Regions from separate parts of the Mus musculus genome. Here all the other regions are linked to region 2. The links are chromatin contacts, called in public HiChIP or PLAC-seq and promoter capture Hi-C maps. All regions are on one chromosome and are shown on one strand. The core of a region is the stretch at or near the end of the contact, and the rest is flanking DNA. Distances in the headings are between cores, read along the strand shown.

Region 1 (4,676 bases), core at 84-2,583, 270 kb before region 2:
ACAGAATAGTTTTCTGGGAAAGGCTCGTCTCAATCTGTAATCTCGTCCTCTGGTATTGCAACAGCAACTTGGAGAAAGCTGGGGCGATTTATTTGGAAAAATACAGAGTTTCAAAAGAATGAATGAAGGTTCCCAACAGCAGGGCGTGTCAGGAAAGGGCAGAGTCATAAGGCCACTGGGGCTGATGGGGAATGACTTCTTTGAGTGTTCTCTTCTTGATTCAACCCAAAAAAGTAGATTGCTACTTTTAAATGGCAATCCGTAAGTTACTGCTGTATAATATAAAGCAGTGCTTTTCAGCTAGGCATGGTGGTGCATGCTTTTATCCCTGACGTATGGGAGACCCAGGCAGAAGGATCTTGAGAGCTCGAGGCCACAATGCAGTACACAGTAAGGCTCTCTCTTAACATGAAACTAAAACAAACATAATGCTCATAGAACATTTCAGATTTGAAAAATATAGGTTGATGACACTTGGCAAATATGCATGTGTGTGTGTGTGTGTGTGTGTGTGTGTGTGTGTGTGTGTGTTTATATATATGCTCTTCCCTCAGTGTCTGCAGGGATCAGTGTCAGGATACTCCAAGGAAAACAAAATCCACCAGTGCTCAAATCCCTGATACAAGACAGAGTGATTATCTTCATATACCTACACATACCATCCTGAAAATTTAAATCATCTTTAGATTTTTATGACACCTAATGCATTGTAAGTGCTATAAAAGTGGTTATAGCATTCGATTCAAGAAACAATGACAAGGAAAAATCTACAAATTCTTCCATGTTTAGTGAGGTGCGATATTTTTCTGAATATTCTTGATCCATGGTTGGTTGAATCTGAGAATGTGGAATTCACAAATGTATACACACTATACACACACACACTACACACTACACACTACACACTACACACTACACACACACACACACACACACACACACACTACACACACACACTACACATACACTACACACACACACACACATACATAGAGCTCTCACTCAAGATATTTCTATGTCCCCAGGAGTTTGCATGGCTGTTGTTTTGCAACCCGTGTCTCCCAGCTACCATCTCTCGGCTTCTACACAGAGCCATACAGTGTATTCTGTTTTATTGAGTCTGACTTTCCTCAGCCTTGAATCTGACAGCAGTGATGTATTTTATTGCACTCACATGTGCCTGGTGCTGAGTTATGTGTCTGTAGACACTGCTCTGACTCAGTCATTCAATTCCTCTGGGAACTGCCAACTCCTTTCTCACTGTCAACAGCAGGGGCCTTGTTGGAATGAAACAAAACCAAAACCCTGTCAGAACTTCTGATTCTCCTCACAGGGCAGATTTCTTAGAAAGGGAAGTTGCTAAAGACACTTCTCAAGGCTGTTGATGCCTAGTGTTGAGCAGTATCAGCTCACCACAAGGAAAGGGAGAAAAATAAAAGCAAACCCTGAGCCCTTGGCTCATTTTTGTCTGTGGACTCTCAACAGCTTTGTTAAGACATCAGATGAGGCCACAAGTCCAGAGTGCTTGAGAGCAATCTTTCCACTCCATCAGCTAAAACTAGTGCCATTCAATATGTCACACATATGTCCTCTGATAGATCTCAAAGCCCTCAAAGTTAGATGTTACTAAGATAAAACCTGGTCCTATAAAATGTCCTTGGAAAGCTCCCTCAGTTTGTGAGAGTGACACCATAACACCTGCTCTCAGTTGACTTCAAACCTACCAACAGTGGAGGTCACACAGCAGAAAACCTCTTCTAGCTTCCCCCTAACTGTGGGTAACACCTCTCATGTGTGAATTCTGACAGTAACATTGCCTAATTACTTTGCACCATTGACTCTTAACTTGGAGTGCAAAGTCTAGAAAAAGAGAACACTCTTTATAGCACACCTTAACAGGACCTCTCATGTACCTCTGGCAAGAATTTAGGAATGTGATGGGGAAAGCCATTGTACTGACAGTGATACCCAGTGGTGGGATGTTATGGTCCTAGCATTGTAGACATTGGACCAAGCAAGGTGTTATATACAAGACTAGAAAACTGCTTCATTAAAACTGTAGCTTCTGGGCAGAAGGAACTGACAGGGAACTAAGTTGCAATCAGGCTATGTACTGACAAAGGGCAGTAGGTTTCTATTTCAAGAGTACAGAGTTGCAAAATTGCATCTACCACCTGCATATTTTATCCTAATTTTTCTATTTCATGTCCCACCCTGCGTTCTGCTGCCCGAGGTCTCATTTTCAGGCCACATCCACGGCCTTAATTTGTTTCTTTGGTTGTTTCCTTGGGCTGTCTGGACAGGATCTCCCTTCAACTCCCATCCTCAAGGCTCCATATATAGAGCTGGGAAAACCTCCCCCTACAGAGTGGCCTAGCTCTGTAAAGTCAACCTCTGCCATTCCTCCTGCCTCTTCTCCACCCTTTCCTCTCCCCCCCCCCTTCTCCAGCCCTCCCTTTCCCTTACTCCTCTGCTGTCCCTACTACTATCTACCCTCAGCTCCCTTGCCTTCCACTGGCACCCCAGGGCCCACCGTTTGGCAGGTTGTGACCTGGGAGACGCTTGGCTCTCTGTTTCTGGTGGCACCAGCTCATGCTTGGTCACTCTCTCTGAGGTGTCTCATGGCAGTTTGCTCTATCTCTGGCTTTGGTTTATTAGGCAATGTTTTTCTTTGTTTCCTTTTTTATGTCCACCATAACTTCCTTAACTTCCTGCCAAAGAGAGCTCACTGCCCTCTGAAAATTACAAAAAAGCACCTCTTTGCCAGCTAGGGGTCATGAACCTGTGGCTTTGTTCAGGTGGTCAGAAATCAGGAGAGAGTGTCCCCTTTTGCTGGTGAACTGTGAAGAGCCCGTGGTGGAAATTACAGGAAAAGCCTGGGAAGCCGAGGGACCATGTTTGTGGGAATTGCAGGCACGGAAAGAGAAGCCTGGTTAAAAGCCCACTCCCAGTTGATAAGAGTTGGGTCAAGTGGAATGAAGGCAGTTGCTCAACCTCCTTTCCCCAGCCTTCTAAACACGCTGACTCACCCGGGAAGAACCGCGGCCTTTCCCTGTTCTCTCACACTTGTGAGCATTTCAAGAGAAAGTTTCCACTCTGGGCTTCAGCTTCCACTTTTCTCACAGGCTTCCAGAGCCACCTCATCCCTTGCAATGACTTGCTGCTGTTACAGTTCTTGCCCTCTGTTTCTTTGACGATAATTTATTTATTGAGCTAGTCAGTTATGGTTATACATTTTTTATTTTTTGATCTCACAATATACATTTTCAAAGCACTTTAAAATGTTTTTGAGATTATAATATAATTATAGTATTTCTCTGTTCCTTTTTTCCCCTTCCAAAATGTTCTGTATTATCCTTCCTCACTCTCCTTCAAACTCATGCCTTTTTTTCCTCACTAATCCCATGACTGACACCATGGATTAAAGGTAGTGAGAATTGGCCCTGAGGGCTGGCCAGTCTGAGTAAGAGTGGCCTAGACAGAATATGGCTGCATATATATGTATATATATGTGTGTGTGTGTGTGTGTGTGTGTGTGTGTGTGTGTGTGTATGTGTGCGCGCAATATATATTCCTACATATAATCCTTCAGGCCATGTAACGGTACTTGTATGTATACTTTCAGGGCTGACCATTCCTGATCCCAGCTTTCACCAGTTACCTATAATTCTTTGTGTAGGGTTGAGGCCTCATGGACTTTTCTCTGTCCAGTTTGTCATGTTCATTGGTGTCATCCTTATTTGGGCCATCATGTTGGTGAGACTTTATGGATGTAGCTTCTGGTATCACTAGGAGATACAACTTCATAGACAACTTTCCAATCCTCTGGCTCTTACAGTATTTCTACCCCTTCTTCCAACATGCTTCCTGAGCCTTAGCTATGGGGCTATTTTGTAGATGAACCCATTGGGACAGGTCTCCATAGCTTGGTGCCACAGACCCTCTGGGTCCCTTTGTCTGCGTTGAACGGGTCTCTAGTTGCAGATGGGCAAGTAGTCGGCAAATGACAGACAGACACAACACAAGAGGTTGTGTAGAATCTGAATGTAATTTGTCAAGTTGAGCATCAAATTTTTTATACAGAAGAATAGCAAGAAAACAGGCGAGATACATCCTCTGAGTTACAGTGACACCATACAAAAGGAATGTATACATGAAAAGAAGGCGGGGACCAGGCCGCTGCCACTAAGAAGGGAGCCAGGTGTAAAGCTAGTCTATTGTTAAGCCCACCACCAGGGGTTCTTAGTAAATGACTGATTTATGCTGTTTCTTTGGGCCTGTCTTAGGAGGACTCTTTCATGGTAAACCCACCTATTTGATAGGCCATTGTGAATTCCCCTGTCTGGGTAAGACTGGCTATTGTCTCAAGTAAACACTCTGCAGACCAACCCTAAGCTATTCCGGCTCTGTTCTTTGTAATGCCTAATTAGTTTCACTATCTCTACTAGAAGTAAATTTGAATGTTACTGAATAGGTAACCTTCTCACAGAATTCCTACTGAATTCTAAGTTTGTCGGCTTCATGGATTTTCTGGGACGTTGGAATACTGGCAAAGGCTTAGCTATGTCAGAATTCAATCTTAAAAGGCACTTATAATAAAATAATACTAAAAGAGAGCACGTGGATCCACACACCAGACTAACACGGGGATAGGGTATGAGTATACGGGTTATGAG
Region 2 (4,352 bases), core at 1,006-3,505:
AGCACCAGAAGACAAGATCCTGGGGTCTTGCCTGGGTACAGGAAGAGACAAGCCATGTGAGGGATCACCCCTAAGTGCCCTCACAGGCACGGAGGAACAGGGCCCTGCATATGCTTGCCTCACGATGCTGGCGGAACTCTGATGATCTGGACACCGAGTGGGGAAGAGAGAGAGAGTTAGGAGGTTTTTAGAATTGGGGCTGGAATCTGTCTTGCAGACGGCAGTGACATTTACAGCGATTACACTAACACAGGCTCCCAGATATGAGCACCACAAGCCAGGGGTACTCCCAAGCAGCCCTGCTTGGCATCCAGTGACAACAGGCTGCCACTTGAAGTCAGGTAACAGGAGGACATAGTTGTTTAAGCCTGGAAGAGAGTGATGTCCCCAAGAACACAGACAGAAGTGTGCACCTGGGGATGGCCGAACAGAATAGGGGCTAAGTACTGCTATATTCCTTTAGAGCCAACTACCTGTGCTTAGAGGCACAGTGCCATCCGTCAGATAGATACCTCTGACCAAGGAGAGACCAAGCCTTCATCAGTGTTTGTAACTATTTAAACAATCTTAAAGTTTGTAAACTGAAAGATGCTATATAATAGTCTTACTGTTAACAAAATTTCCAAATAGCAGAGATGCTACTTAATTCAAATTCCTTCAATGCTTAACAGATTTTACACACACTACACAAGTGTTCTAACTAAGCTACATTCTTAGTTCCAGGTAAGAGTTTATACAAAGATAGGGGGGAACACTAGGTCTCTGAACTTTAAATTTGCAGGACACTTGCTGTGCATCAAACTGCTAGGTCTACTTCAAAGATTGCCAGAGAACTGGTATTAGGAAGCTAATTTTGTGGGTAGGCAACTCAAGGGAAGACAAGTGAACAGAACCTAAATCTAGCTGCCACCCAAAACCAGGATCATATTTTATTGGGCAGATGTGCACCTGTCCTGTCCGGGTCTCAGGGATCCTAGGTTGAACTTCCCATGGATGGATGAGGTGTACGGACCCAGCGGGGTGGGGGGATATGTCCAGCTTTGTCATTTCACCTGATGAGCCAAGCGGTCGATGCACCATGCACCACCCCATCTTCCTCTGCTGCAGCAGCGCCTCCAGCCTCAGGCCATCGACCACACGATTACCCTCATCCCCAGCTGCCTCCATCTTACATTTGGGGACTATTATTTACAGTGCTTACAAACACTCCACGAAGCGCCATCCCTGCCCTGCCTACACACCTCCCATCACAACCGCGTGCTCTCAGTATCTCCTTCCTAAACTGTCAGCACCAGAATACCTAGTGGGAGGGATGCTGGCCAAAGGTATGGTCGCTGTAGTTCCTGGTTCTGGTCCCTCTGGACCTGGGTGTGTGGGGTTTTCCTCTGGAAAAGCCGAAAGGCCTCGGCGAGGACACAGTAGCCTCATGGCAGGCTAGAACCCGAATGGGCTACAAACACTTGCTGGCAGCTCATTGAGGAGCTAGGGAAGCAGGAGACCCGGGATAGGCGTGCCCCCGCGAACGCGCGCGTGTGCACGCGCGTGCATTTTTAAGCTCCAGGGCGTAATTCCGCAAAGAGGGTCCAAAAGATCTATCACTGCGGGTGTGGACAGAGGCTTTGTGTCCGTTTGAGAGACTCGCAGGCTGGAGAGGGGGCCCTGTTGGGAGGAGCGGCTGCAGAGTTGTGTCTGAGACCCCGAGGGGGACTGACACCTCTCGGGGACCCGACCTCGGATCCTGCCGCAGGGACTATGAGCCCCGCCCGGTGGGTGCCCCATAGAGGCTCCCATGGGATGCTCTTAGCCACGCGCCCGGTGCGCGATGGTCCGGTAGGTTGCCACACCTCCGCTCCCTGGCACCCTGGCACCCTGCCACCGCTATCCGCCCCACCCGGCCCCCCTGGAGGAGCTTGGGCAAAGCGGAGCGCGCCCGTCCCGTGCACTCACAAAGCTGTCGCCGCAGCCGTTGTCCGGACACAGTACGTAGAAGGAGACGCCCGGGTCGGCGTAGAAGTCCATCCTGCGCTCCGTCTCCTCGGCGGCGATGAGCTCAAAGGGCGTGCTGGAACACCACTTCTCCGCGACATCTGCCAGCTGCTGGAAGTCCATGGCGGCGCCGCCCGCGCCTCCTCCGGGGCTCACGGCTCCCGGGTCTGTTTACACCGCCCGCTCCGCCTCCGCCCCGCCCCCACCCCCACCGCCCGCCTTGAAAGGAACCCAAGCACCCCGGGGCCCCGCCAGTCCGGGGCCGCCCCGGCTCGTGACGTCACGAACTCTGGCCAATCCCCGGAGCCCTACTCGGCGCCGCCCGGAGCCCGGTGACGTCAGGGTGGGCGGGGCGCCCGTCTCTGCAGGTGGCGGCGGGGTGGGGCGGGGCTGGCTCCGGACCCCTGGTTTGGAGCCAGTTTGGAAGGCTTTCTCTGGAATCCGCTATAAACGCGAGGGACGCACCCAGAAGTACAGATTGCTTGGTCCTTGCCAGGGCTGATTGTAGAGGTGCTGCGAGCACCCGGGGAAACAGCTTTGCTTTCTACAGAAGCCAAAATTCGGTCCTCCCAGGAACCCAGAGTGTGTTTTCTAGACTGATTTGGAAGGAAGTGTACACGCACATCAAGCTGCGTGCTTCTTACAAATACCTTCACTGATTTGGCTTGAATTTATATTATATGACTTAAAATGGCCAACTGTTGTTTTGTTTGTTGGGTTTGAGGTTTTGTTTTGTATTTTGAGTTGCTGGAAAATTGAACCCAGAGTCGTGCTTTTCAGGCATGTTACCACCGAGCCACACCCCAACCCTGCTTGGAAAGCAAGGAGCCTGCCCGTTGACTACACCTGTTGAATGCTCTGGCTGCTGCGTGCCCAGCAGACACACTGGTTTACAGGGAGTAGAAGAGTCCTCGTCTGAACACTTGGCTTCCGGAAGGGACACATTAAATAGCATTCATTCTATAAACATTTATTCGTGGTTATTTTTAAACTGCGCCTTCTGAACCAGGAGCCTTGCTAGCTGGGGTGTAAACATGAATGAGCTGGGGTCTAAACGCCTCAGTAAGCTGGCAGTCTAGCCAAGGGGAGCCCAGCTAGTGCACCTGTTATTACAGGCAGAAGACGTTATTCCACAGTCATCTGTTTTGATCATTTCTGTGGCAGAATTTCCTTACGTTTATTTGCTTGTCTTTGCATTTGTCTTTAGACTGTGGGAGTGATTCTTCCTCTACTCCCTGACTTCTGAGGCTAAGAGAACCCACTTGACAGTGTGACTGGGATATGTCCTGGGAACCCCAGTTTCCACATCTGTGAAAATGGGTATATATTCATGACCTTATAGTTAGGGTTTGAGAAAGTGTGTGTGTGTGTGTGTGTGTGTGTGTGTGTGTGTGTGTGTGTGTGTGAAAGGAATAGAAATCCAGTGGGTTTTTCTACAATTTACTCATTTTTATCTGTATGAGTGTTTTTGCATAAATGTATTGGTGTGTACCATGTATGTGTCTGGTGTCCAGAGACCAGAAGAGGGTATTGGATAGCCTGGGACTGGAGTTACAGGCCTTTGTGAGCCACCATGTGTGTATCATCAAATCTAGGTTCTTAGGGAGAACAGCTAGATGCCTTAACTAATGAGCCATCTCTCTAGCCCTGGGTTTTTTAAATGTAGGAAATTTGATTATATGCCTAGGCTTATAGCAGTACTCATTGGTGTCCGATGTGTGAAGCAGTATTGATTAGCTTGACATTCTGTTAAACCAAGCATGAATGTTAAATTTTGGATGGCTGCTGATTTGACATGGCATTTATGTAATATGTGTAGAAATGTGCACAAGCTCGAGACTGTCTAACACCCAGAATGGATGCTGAAATTCAGTGGTGCATTAATTACACTCATCTCTCATGATCTACATTTTGACTGAAATAATGGAACAAGAGAGAGGGGTTATCTTTGTTATACAGGAGCAGAGTCTGGAGGAGGGCCAGCCAGAACACATCTGGCGAGGGGTTGATCACGAGGCTCCTCTGTGAGGGCCTTCATATAGCTTGACAGATAAGTTGAGGCAAACTCCTCTCTGCTGCCTCACTAGAGACACACATTAGAACAGAGGCTGCGTAACAAAGGACCAGGAAACTTGGTGGGATAAACTTCGGGCACAGTTTTGTAGGCTTAGAGTCTTAAAACTTACACTTAATAAGCATTGTCAACCACTTCAACACCCCTTCTAGCCCACTGTCTGAAGGGAGGGGAGAAAAGATGGTACATAGACAAGGGGATGTGGACCTGTTTAGAAGCAGTTCTTTGAGGGTGATTCCAGTCTCCGTTTGTCAGGATGCCAGCAGTCCTGTTCTGTAGAGTCAGGATAGCA
Region 3 (4,491 bases), core at 433-2,932, 350 kb after region 2:
TGGTGGCACATGCCTTTAATCCCAGCAATCCGGAGGCGGGCAGAGGCAGGCAGATTTCTGAGTTCTAGGCCAGCCTGGTTTGAGTTCCAGGACAGCCAGGACTATACATAGAAACCCTGTCTCGAAAAACAAACAAACAAAGCAAAGCAAGCAAGCAGGCTGAGCAAGCCATAAGGAGCAAGCTAGTAAGCATGGCTCAAATTTCTGCAGTCTTTTTCTAGGATGAGCGGTGATGAGCGGTGTATCCAAGTGAGAAAGCGGGGAGCATAAATTCATGGTTGTGCTTACTTCAAACTGCTTCAAACCACTTCTGCCTTGTGATTTTCAGAGGCTGTCTAGACTTAACTTCCCTTGGAAACCGCCATCCCACTCTTCCTTTAACTCCCTAGAGCCAATCTCCACACTGTTGGAAGGCCGCGGGTCCCAACCCTTCTTTCATAGTTCTCTATCTCTTGAGGATTTTACTTATTGTAAACAAAGTCTTCTGGTACTTTTCTTTGCTGGTTGCCTTTCCATCCTCCAAAGGAGAGCGCCCAACCAGGAACTCCAGAAAACCATTGAATAACGGAGCCCAGACGCTCCTGATAGTGCAAGCCAGACTCTTGGCACACTTCCTGTGAGCGTGCTACTGGACACGGCCACCACGAGTGGGCAGGGCTCGCGCGCGCCGCCCATTTCTAGGTTTCAGCTCCGCCGCTTCGCAGCCCACGCACCGCGGCGCTCCTGGGATTCGCCAGTGCGCAGGAGGGAAACTTGTGCGGCCGTTTGTTGTTGCAGGTTCTCCCGGAACTGCCTGGTAGAGGAAGTCTCTGCGCCTACGGGGAGGCGCCATCTCCTCCCTGGGGATGTCCTGAGGACTCACTCGGACTGGGGCTTGAAAACCGTAAAAGCAGAACCAGCTCAAAGTTCTTTCCCTAAGAAAGGCGCCCACACCCTTAGGCACCGTCAACGTTGGGGTCTACAAACGTCTTACTCCCTATTCTGCAGATCGGAAAAACACCGCACCCCAAGGCATTTATTAATGGTGGTGGGCAGCCACCCAACACTTTCTTTTCCACAGTGACCAACTTGGTGTGTACGGAAAGGCTTTGTGAGAATTGCGCAAGGAAAAGATGGCAAATAATGCAAAAGTAGGCAGATCACTGTTCTGGGGGGGGCCTCTCCTCTGGCAGCAGGAGGAGGGGCACTGCAAAGCGCTAGACAGCATTCTCCAGGGACTTCGTAGCGCCAGGGCCTGCCTTGTGAGACGCAGAGGGACTCTGGTTCACTCACCTGTAGGGGCTTTCAGGGCCACTGCGGCGCCGCGCTGCGCCGCGCGGGCTGTCTAGAACACGGAGGGGGCGTCTCCGGGTGCCTGAAGCTTAGTCGCGGTGTCCCTTATCGCTGACTAGGAGAGATGCAGGAATCGTTGTTGCTGATCTCGCCCAACACCCCTGACACTCGCACACTGTCGGAACAACCTGGGGTTGGCAGCACGGTCCGCTCAGGTGGCAGGGACTGTCAGATCCTCCGCCCCAGGGTGAGTCTGGTCAGCCTTTCCCGGTGGGAGTCTCACATTCTAGGGCGCGTCCTTTCTTCCCGTTCACTCTGCTCTCTGGCCTCAGCTAGACAGGACCTGGGCTACTGACTCCGGCGCACTACCCTTCCTGAGCGTCCGTAGGAACGCGCTGAGACATCTGCCCACTTGCTGGTGGTTGGCCAAAGGCCTGAAGACACCAGAACTGAGGAGGAGGGGAGGGTCAGGGTGGGACAGGAGGCGGCCGCCAGGCTACAGGTGCAGGTAGGCGTCCCCGCCCTTCTGGGGACCAGATTGGACGAGGTTGCAAACGTGGTTCCAGCCCTGCGGACTCTGATTGGAGAAAAAGCTGTGCTGCGCCGCCTCCCTGCTCGCGTTCCGTTCTTGCGCTGAGGTTTGAGTCCCAAGGCTTTCAAATTTTCTAACTCGGAGAGCTGATTCAAACTCTGTCATTGTTTGGGAGTTTCAAGCGCCCTTACCTAAAAGACTAAGAGTTGAGAACCATGTCGTTGCTGTCATCGGGCGCTATCCTAGTACTATAACTCACTTGGGTCAACTCACTTGGGTTAACTCACTTGCTCATCAGACCGCCCCAGGCCTGGGCACTATGGCTCCTAACAGACCTGCAAAGGAACCATGGCTTTGCGGAGGTTAAACAGTTGTCCAGGATTGCATGCTGAAGGGCAATCTCGAAGTAACGGGGTTGGAAGTTTGATTCCAGCTTATCAGCTTGTTAGTCTTGGGTTCTTACCATAACTAAGTGCCTATGCTACAAAGCATCTTTCGCGTTTGGGCGACCGCGCATCGACACCCATCCAAGCATATTACTCCAGCCCAGAGCCACTGAGAGGGTGAACCAATGGGCCCCAGCACCGTGCAAGGTGCTTTAGCTCGGTGGTTATTTGTCAAAAACGGTATTAGAGGAGACATTTCTCTAACTAAGGCGAAGTTACGACTTGAAAGAGATTTTGGGGGTCTCTAGGCTTGCAGACATGCAAGTAGGACCCTTTCTTTGCCTCTAAGGTAGGCAGTCCAGGCAATTTGTCTGCTTTGAGCACTTTCTGCGGGACAAGCCTGGTGAGAGACAGATCACCAACCAACTCTGATCTCTTGCAATAAGGATTTGATAAGCAGGCAGGAATTTTATAGAGACTTTCAATACAGTAGGGAAGAGGAAAATACAAGGACTTGGTTGGTGTCTTAGTTTGGATTCAATTAAAAAATGAAAGATGAACATACACTGTGTATTTGGAAATGATTTGTTTCTAACCAGAGATTAGAGAACTCCCCTCCCCCTTCCTCCCTCTGCCCCTTTCTCTCTCCTCCCCCTTTCCCCTCCTTCTCTGCCCCCCTTCCTCCTTCCTTCCTTTCTTTATTGGTGGAATTTCACTATGTAACTAAGACTGGATTCAAACTCTGGCATACCACCAAAACTGACTCTTGAGGTTAGTTTTAAAGTGGGGACACTGAACCATAACACTGGTACTTGATAAAGACTAGTTGCCAGCTTTAAAGGAAGCTTTCCGGAGGCAGATGTCATATGATGAGAAAAGCTTGTCTGGGGAGTCGCCACCACCACCGTTTATGGAGCTGGGACATGCCCTTGTCAAGCACATTGTTGAAAGAATGAAGACACCAGGAAAAGGACACTAGCTTGCTGAATGGCTTTTCATCTAGTGTGGTTTTCACAAAGCCACAAGCATTTTCTCAATAAACAAATCCTTCATCTCTCAATAAGATAGCTCCTCAAATACATTCAGCAATGTCAAATGTCTCTGTTATGCCTCCTGGGTTGAGTGGAAGCACCTTATAAATGAGAGAACCACTAGATGGGGGTGAATATATCCATAGAAAGGTGAAGTGTGTGTGTGTGTGTGTGTGTGTGTGTGTGTGTGTGTGTGTGTGTGTGTGTGTGTAATGAATAGAGTCATGAAAAGCAGGGTAAACAGCAGCTAAGAGAGCCTCAAGGTGTGAAGGATGCTGGGCTTCTCAAGGCTCAAAGGGCAGGTGGGTGATGTAAGCACAGAGTGTGGCTGGGCAGACCTGGGAGGTGACACTGGGCAGCTGAGTAGGACACAGACTTTCAATGGCAGCTGGGACTGGGGCCAATGCAGAGTCTTAACAGTTGCTTTCTTGGCAAAATAAATGATCACCCACTTAAGGAATGAGTTTCTAGAACTGGGTGCTAGGAACTAAGGTCTTGGAGACCTTGCAGAATCTTGGAGTTTAGCGCTGACATTTTTGCTCAGCAAACCTGAAATTTCTGGAGGCGCTGGGAAACTGATCATGTCACTACATCTCTCCAGTAGGGGTGGGCTTTGGAAGGAATCTGAACAAATGCTTAAGGAATACAGCCGATCATACCAGAGAAACCAACGTACCCTGCACTCATCCTAGAGAACTGTGGTGTGTCTTGGCTTTGTTCTTCTTACTCTTGCTGACCTCACGTTCATATCTCCTGTTCTTGTCCTTTCCTTCTTTGTTAGCTCCATGCCTTTCTCCTTTTCTTCTCCATCTCTATGGTCACCCCTGCCCTTTGACAGTTAGACATGCCTTTTCCTTCACAGCCTCCAACTCTGTCACTCTGAACATGCTGTTGTGCTCTCTTTGGGTTTGCGTCAGTGTTGGATTCATTTAACCCTTTAAAGCAAGCTTTACAACCAGGCATTTCATCTCCCTGCCAAGTTACTGGGTTATCTTTAAATGTTCCTTTCTTAAGGTCTTTCTAAATAGTTGATCTAAGCAAGGCCAGCTTTTGTACAGAGTCTGCTCTCGATCTCTCTCCAGGTTAGTCCCGCACCAAGCCTTTGAGCCGGCCCACTCCTCTCTCCTTTCCCCCATGCGTCCTGCCATCAGGTCACAGGTTTGAAACTCGTAGTTTCTCTGTTCTCCCCTTTTCACAAAGCAATTTCATGGAGAATGCTGGTGATAGGAACAGGCTAGGGCTTCTTCTGGCTGGTCTGCAGGGCAGGGGT
Region 4 (4,605 bases), core at 1,811-4,310, 290 kb before region 2:
CTTGACATAGGTGGCAAGGGGTGAGAGTGGGGGAAGGCATCTCTCCCTGGTCCTTGTCACCATGTGGCAGACAAATTACCAACCAGCTCTCTCACATTCACACCCTCTGGGCCCACTCACCCACCCATAATTCCCTAATCCAGGGTTGGCTCTACTGTGCTTCTTGGGCAATGTGACGAGTTGTGACGGTGGGGGCAATGTCGAAGCTCTTCTAAGTGCTGGCTAGGGGAGGGGTCAGCTCTCCTAATCTCACCCCCACCCCCACCAACTCTCCCATTATGCTCAAGCAAGGGGTGGGGCCTTTGGTGGTAACATACCCTCTGCTGCTGCAGAGCCATGGATCCAGACATGGCCTCCAGTGGCATCACCAGCCAGGACCTCACCATGGTCCCAGGTCCCAGGTCCCAGGTCCCAGGTCCCAGGTCCCAGGTCCCAGGTCCTAGCTACTCACATCAGGTTGTTCCTCACTACCCTCCAGTCTCCAGTTCTGCCTCTCTTCATTGTGCACACATCCTTCTGCTTCTCTTTCTCTTCCGTTTCTCCACCACTTACGTGCTCTTCTTGGTGGTGTCCAGGGTCTCTGTGTGTCTGGGGTCATCTCAGCAGTGGTCTCAGGAGTGCTATGTCCTGCCTGTGCATTATGATACTAGGCATGGGTTGTCTCAGGCATGGTCTGCCCCTCTCCCCTCCAGGCCTGCTTGGTGCCCGACTGGTGGCCATCTTGGACTTGCTCTTTGCCCAGGCCGGACCACATGTCTCCATAGGAGGGTTGTTTATCTGGTGCCCACAGTTCCAGGGTCCCACGCAGAGTTCGTCCAGTCTTTGGCTCACTCCTCACCCTAGGACCCATCTGGGCCTTTGCAACACTAGACTGGTGGTCATCTCAGGCTCACGTGTTAGGCTAGTAATCCTTCAGTTCACAGATCAGAACACTGAGCATAGACATAGCCTCTCTCTTCTCTGCCACCTACTGACTCCCATGTGACACAGCAGCCACACCAGCAGTGCCTCTAGGGGCAGGGTAGCTGCCAATTTTTAAAATCTAGGAATTGGCAGAGTTCAAACTCAACTCCAAATGTATGACCCATCGAAGTAAAATGAGTAAGCTGGACTTCATAAAATGAAAGGGCAGGCAGGGGGCTCAGGCATATAGCTTGGTTGCTAACCGTCCTTGCCTGGCATGCCCTGAGTTTGGTTCATGGTGTCTGCCCATGCTGGCATAGGTTTTCAATCCCAGCTCTTGGAAGGAGATGCTTAAGGTCATCTTTGGCAATATAGTGAGTTTTAGGACAGCTGAAAGCCTGTCAGAGAGAGAGGGAGAGGGAGAGGGAGAGGGAGAGGGAGAGGGAGAGAGAGAGGGAGAGGGAGAGGGAGAGGGAGAGGGAGAGGGAGAGGGAGAAAAAGAGAAGCAGGGAAAGAAGAAGAAAGAAAAGGCAAATAATTGGAGAAAATATTTACAAGCCACACTCTCAACACACAACATTTAGGTGAATGAACAAGAGACACACAGACATTTTTTCCTCAAGAGAAGATACAGGTGGCATGTAGACAAACGTGAAAAGTCCACGTCATCAGCAAGCTAAAACCACAGCAGTGTCTCACGAGGGCAATACAACTATCCAAATGGCCAAGATGGAATGGGACAGCACCAGAAGCTGGTGATATGCTATGAAGCAGTCACTTAGCTGGTCAACGGTGGAAATGCTAAATGGTTTAGCTATTTCAGAAGATAGATGAATAGGCATTTGAGAAATTGATGCCAAAGGCTGAAAATAGCCCAAAAAGGTAAGCAGTATTTCAAAAAGCTACAGGAACATGTGCTTCGGAATACTGCCCAAGGAAAATAATTAAAGGGGAATCACTATTGATACAAGCAATGGTCTCGGTGAATCCTCTTAGGATTATACTAAATGAAAACAAAATAGCAAAATACTAGAGCCAGTAGGACTGTTCAGTGGGTAAAGGTGCCTGCTACCAAGTCGGAATTCAATTATGCCCCAAAGCCACATGGTGGAAAGAGAAAACCAAGCCCTGCCATTGTTCTATGATCCCCACATGTGCATCATAATATGTATGTACTCATACACCCAAACACACACAAATGTAATACAGAATTTTAAAATGTTATTCCAAAGTGCAGCCTGATTCCATCTATTTTAAAAGTCTTGATACATTTCTAGCAATGCGAACAAGTTTGTGGTTGCCAGAGGCTGAGCACAGGGTGGGACGGTGAACAAGGTTGCTTGGGGTGGACCTGTTCTGTATCTTGACTCTATTAGTAGTCTGTTTTCTGCTTACCATAGCTTTTTTTGTGTTGTAGCTCTTCAAGACTGGGGCAAATTGAGTTACAGGTACATGAATCTGCATTATTTCCTCCAGTTATTTATTAATTTACAAATATCCCAAAATAAAAAGTCCAAAATAACAAGTAAGGAACAGCTGTCCCCAAAAATGTAAATAATAGTCTAAGCAAAAAGCAGAAGGCTAAGAATGAACAGTGCCCTGCAGGTGCACAGTACGGTTGTTCTGGCTCCGTCTTAGCACATCAGGCTCTTAGAATCAAAGTTTTCCTTTCAGTCACTTAGCTGCAGCACTGCAGCACACTGCAGGAGGAGGGAGGCCTTCACGCATGCAAGAACACAGTTCTTGCAGTTTCGGTTTTGCTTTTCTCAGAGGGTCAACTTCATGCGAGTTTTCATAACCATGACTACATGTGGCCAAAAATCTCAAAGCACTTTTGTTTAACTGTCAAAAACGTTTAAAAATATTTATTCGGACGGTTTATTAACATGTTAATTCCTTTACGTAATTCCTTACAGTAAAGGAAAAGGCTCTAGAATATTCGTGGTCAAGAGAAGACTTAACGACAGAGGAGGAGAAAGTCTCCGTCTCTGAAAGTAGATCAAACTGAATCTTATTTTGATCTTAGTTTGCTTAGTTTAACAGCCTTTCTGCCCGGGTCCCGGCATTGGTTGTGGTTACAGGCGCTGGGTGGCACTCTCAGGGGGCGGGCCTTGGCTCTCCGCGGCCGTGGCAGAGCTGGCACGACGAGTTCCCAGGGTGTCACCCCTGGGCGAACTGCGAGGCCTGCCCACTCCCACTGCGCAGTGGCCGCTCGTCCGATGCAGTGTGCGGCGGCTCCTTCCCGGGAAACGAGACAGGGGGGCAGCGCTACGGATGGTCCCCGCCTCCTCCGCCCGCTCCGCCCTGTTCCCTCCCCGGAGCCCACCCGAGCCCAGGCGCGGCCGGCCGTAGACACAGCCAGCTCCTGATCCCGGACCGCGAGCGGTAGCGCCCTCCCTCCCAGCTGTTGTCCCGCCCGATCCGCGACCCTAGTCCCCGGATCCCCTTGCTGAGAGTCACCGTACTCCAGGGCCAACTGAGCCAAAGTCCTGCCAACTTGGTAAGTCATGGGGGTTGGCGCCCGCAGGCTCTGTAACCAGCTGAGGAAATGTAAGGCTGCTGTGGAAGAGCTCTGGCTGAAACTCCAGGGGAGAGACCCCCGCCTCCCACCCCTCACCCAGAGTGTCAGATGCAGCCCTAGTTCAGAGATCAGCGGAATCAAGATCCCAGTGTGATCTAAGGCCTGCGTTTTCAGCCCGCCTGCCTGCAACTTAAAGTGTAGCAAATCCAGACACCCAGACTATTCGACAAATTAATTCTGTCGGAATGTCTAAACTATTGCTTCAGAGCTCCCTTGGTGATTCCAATGTGCACGTAGGGTTAGGAGTCTGAGACCAATGGGCAGGCAGCCTTCAAAAGAAAGTGCCTGCTGACCTGGACCTTCCTGAGCGCGTGCTGCAGACAGGCTGGCTGCTTCCAGGAACCTCCTATGGTCCTGGAGCCAAAGGAGAACTTCCCTTGAGTTTCATGGGATACAAAAGAAGGAAGCAAGACAATGCTTGCTTGGCAGAGTTGCCCGAATATCAAACTGAAAAAAAGTCCTCGAGTGTGCAGTGTTTTCATAGACTGTAAAAAGCATAAAAGTGGACAGACTGCAAAGCACCTTTGTTATTTGCCTAAGTTATTGGTGTTCGAAATTGCCTCGGGAGGCCAGAGAACCCTTGACAAGTGCCCTCCATCCTTTAAGGGTGAAGCCAAAGGTATAGAATGGAGTCTGATTGCCTTCCTAAAAGCAGCCTTCCTGCTTTAGATGTTAAGGATACCTGGAGTGTATGGGTAACTTCCAGGACATCTGTTGGAGAGGAGAGGTTCCTCTGTTGTACCTGGGAGCAGAGATCTGTGTGGTAGTTGTGATCCAGGAGCCACTGGAAAACAGACAGGTATGCTGGCCAGGAGAGAGGCAGACTAAAAACCCAAGGCAGAGAGGTGGGAGAGGGAGGACCCTTGCAAAGGTCACAAGAGTTTTGTTTTTATTGAACATACACCCAGTAAACCTGGTTCCAATCTTTGATTCTGTCACTTGAGTGATGTGATTGGCTGCAAGTTCAAAATGATCCCTTCGAGCCTCTCTTTTCTTACTGGTAAAGTCTAGACAAAGTGAGGCTTAATACAGATTAAGGTAACATCCACCCCACACCTTATGGTCCCTGGCAGGGGCTCTGTTACTAGAAGACAATTATCTATTTGGTATAGCCACTATGA

What was found. Promoter capture Hi-C pulls out the DNA fragments that hold promoters and counts their contacts. HiChIP or PLAC-seq counts read pairs in DNA pulled down with a chosen protein or histone mark. Capture Hi-C pulls out chosen DNA fragments and counts their contacts.
Region 1: a contact with region 2 is called in a FOXA1 HiChIP or PLAC-seq map of pancreatic cancer cells. The contact joins the enhancer-like site here to the promoter of Mturn in region 2. A contact is called at or near these places in 3 of 39 promoter capture datasets (hippocampal neurons and liver), 7 of 115 datasets of contacts at active chromatin or transcription factors (embryonic forebrain, embryonic stem cells, microglia and 1 more) and 2 of 9 other capture datasets (adipose tissue and liver).
Region 3: a contact with region 2 is called in a promoter capture Hi-C map of liver, with 2.3 times the contacts expected there. The contact joins the promoter of Prr15 here to the promoter of Mturn in region 2. A contact is called at or near these places in 3 of 39 promoter capture datasets (cranial neural crest, hippocampal neurons and liver) and 1 of 115 datasets of contacts at active chromatin or transcription factors (pancreatic cancer cells).
Region 4: a contact with region 2 is called in a promoter capture Hi-C map of liver. The contact joins the promoter of Nod1 here to the promoter of Mturn in region 2. A contact is called at or near these places in 21 of 39 promoter capture datasets (the 3T3-L1 cell line, 3T3-L1-derived adipocytes, the HPC-7 cell line and 14 more), 1 of 15 datasets of contacts at CTCF or cohesin (large pre-B cells), 6 of 484 Hi-C or Micro-C datasets (centroblasts, embryonic stem cells, hematopoietic stem and progenitor cells and 3 more), 19 of 115 datasets of contacts at active chromatin or transcription factors (the 230-238 cell line, bone marrow-derived macrophages, craniofacial prominence and 13 more) and 4 of 9 other capture datasets (adipose tissue, embryonic stem cells, liver and 1 more).

The regions. Positions count from the first base shown.
Region 1 is chr6:54,953,213-54,957,888 of GRCm38.p6, reverse strand. The region is part of intron 1 of Nod1 (nucleotide-binding oligomerization domain containing 1); the gene reads left to right. Among named protein-coding and RNA genes, the nearest start is that of Nod1, 17 kb to the left of the region's middle. Within about 2 kb of position 1,333, at least 136 of the 459 cell types and tissues checked have an H3K27ac peak or open chromatin away from gene starts, as enhancers often do. A contact at or near this core is called in adipose tissue, liver, microglia and 1 more, where this site is marked.
Region 2 is chr6:54,679,527-54,683,878 of GRCm38.p6, reverse strand. Mturn (maturin, neural progenitor differentiation regulator homolog (Xenopus)) reads right to left here and starts at 2,255. Exons shown (of 3, transcript NM_001289740.1): 1 at 1,948-2,255. The coding sequence starts at 2,109.
Region 3 is chr6:54,324,092-54,328,582 of GRCm38.p6, reverse strand. It overlaps Prr15 (proline rich 15), which reads right to left and starts at 1,682. Exons shown (of 2, transcript NM_030024.3): 1 at 1,273-1,682. All of the region lies in intron 4 of 9130019P16Rik (RIKEN cDNA 9130019P16 gene), which reads left to right.
Region 4 is chr6:54,971,067-54,975,671 of GRCm38.p6, reverse strand. Nod1 (nucleotide-binding oligomerization domain containing 1) reads left to right here and starts at 3,060. Exons shown (of 12, transcript NM_172729.3): 1 at 3,060-3,403. It overlaps Gm24230 (a small nucleolar RNA gene), which reads right to left and starts at 1,021; the gene lies at 893-1,021.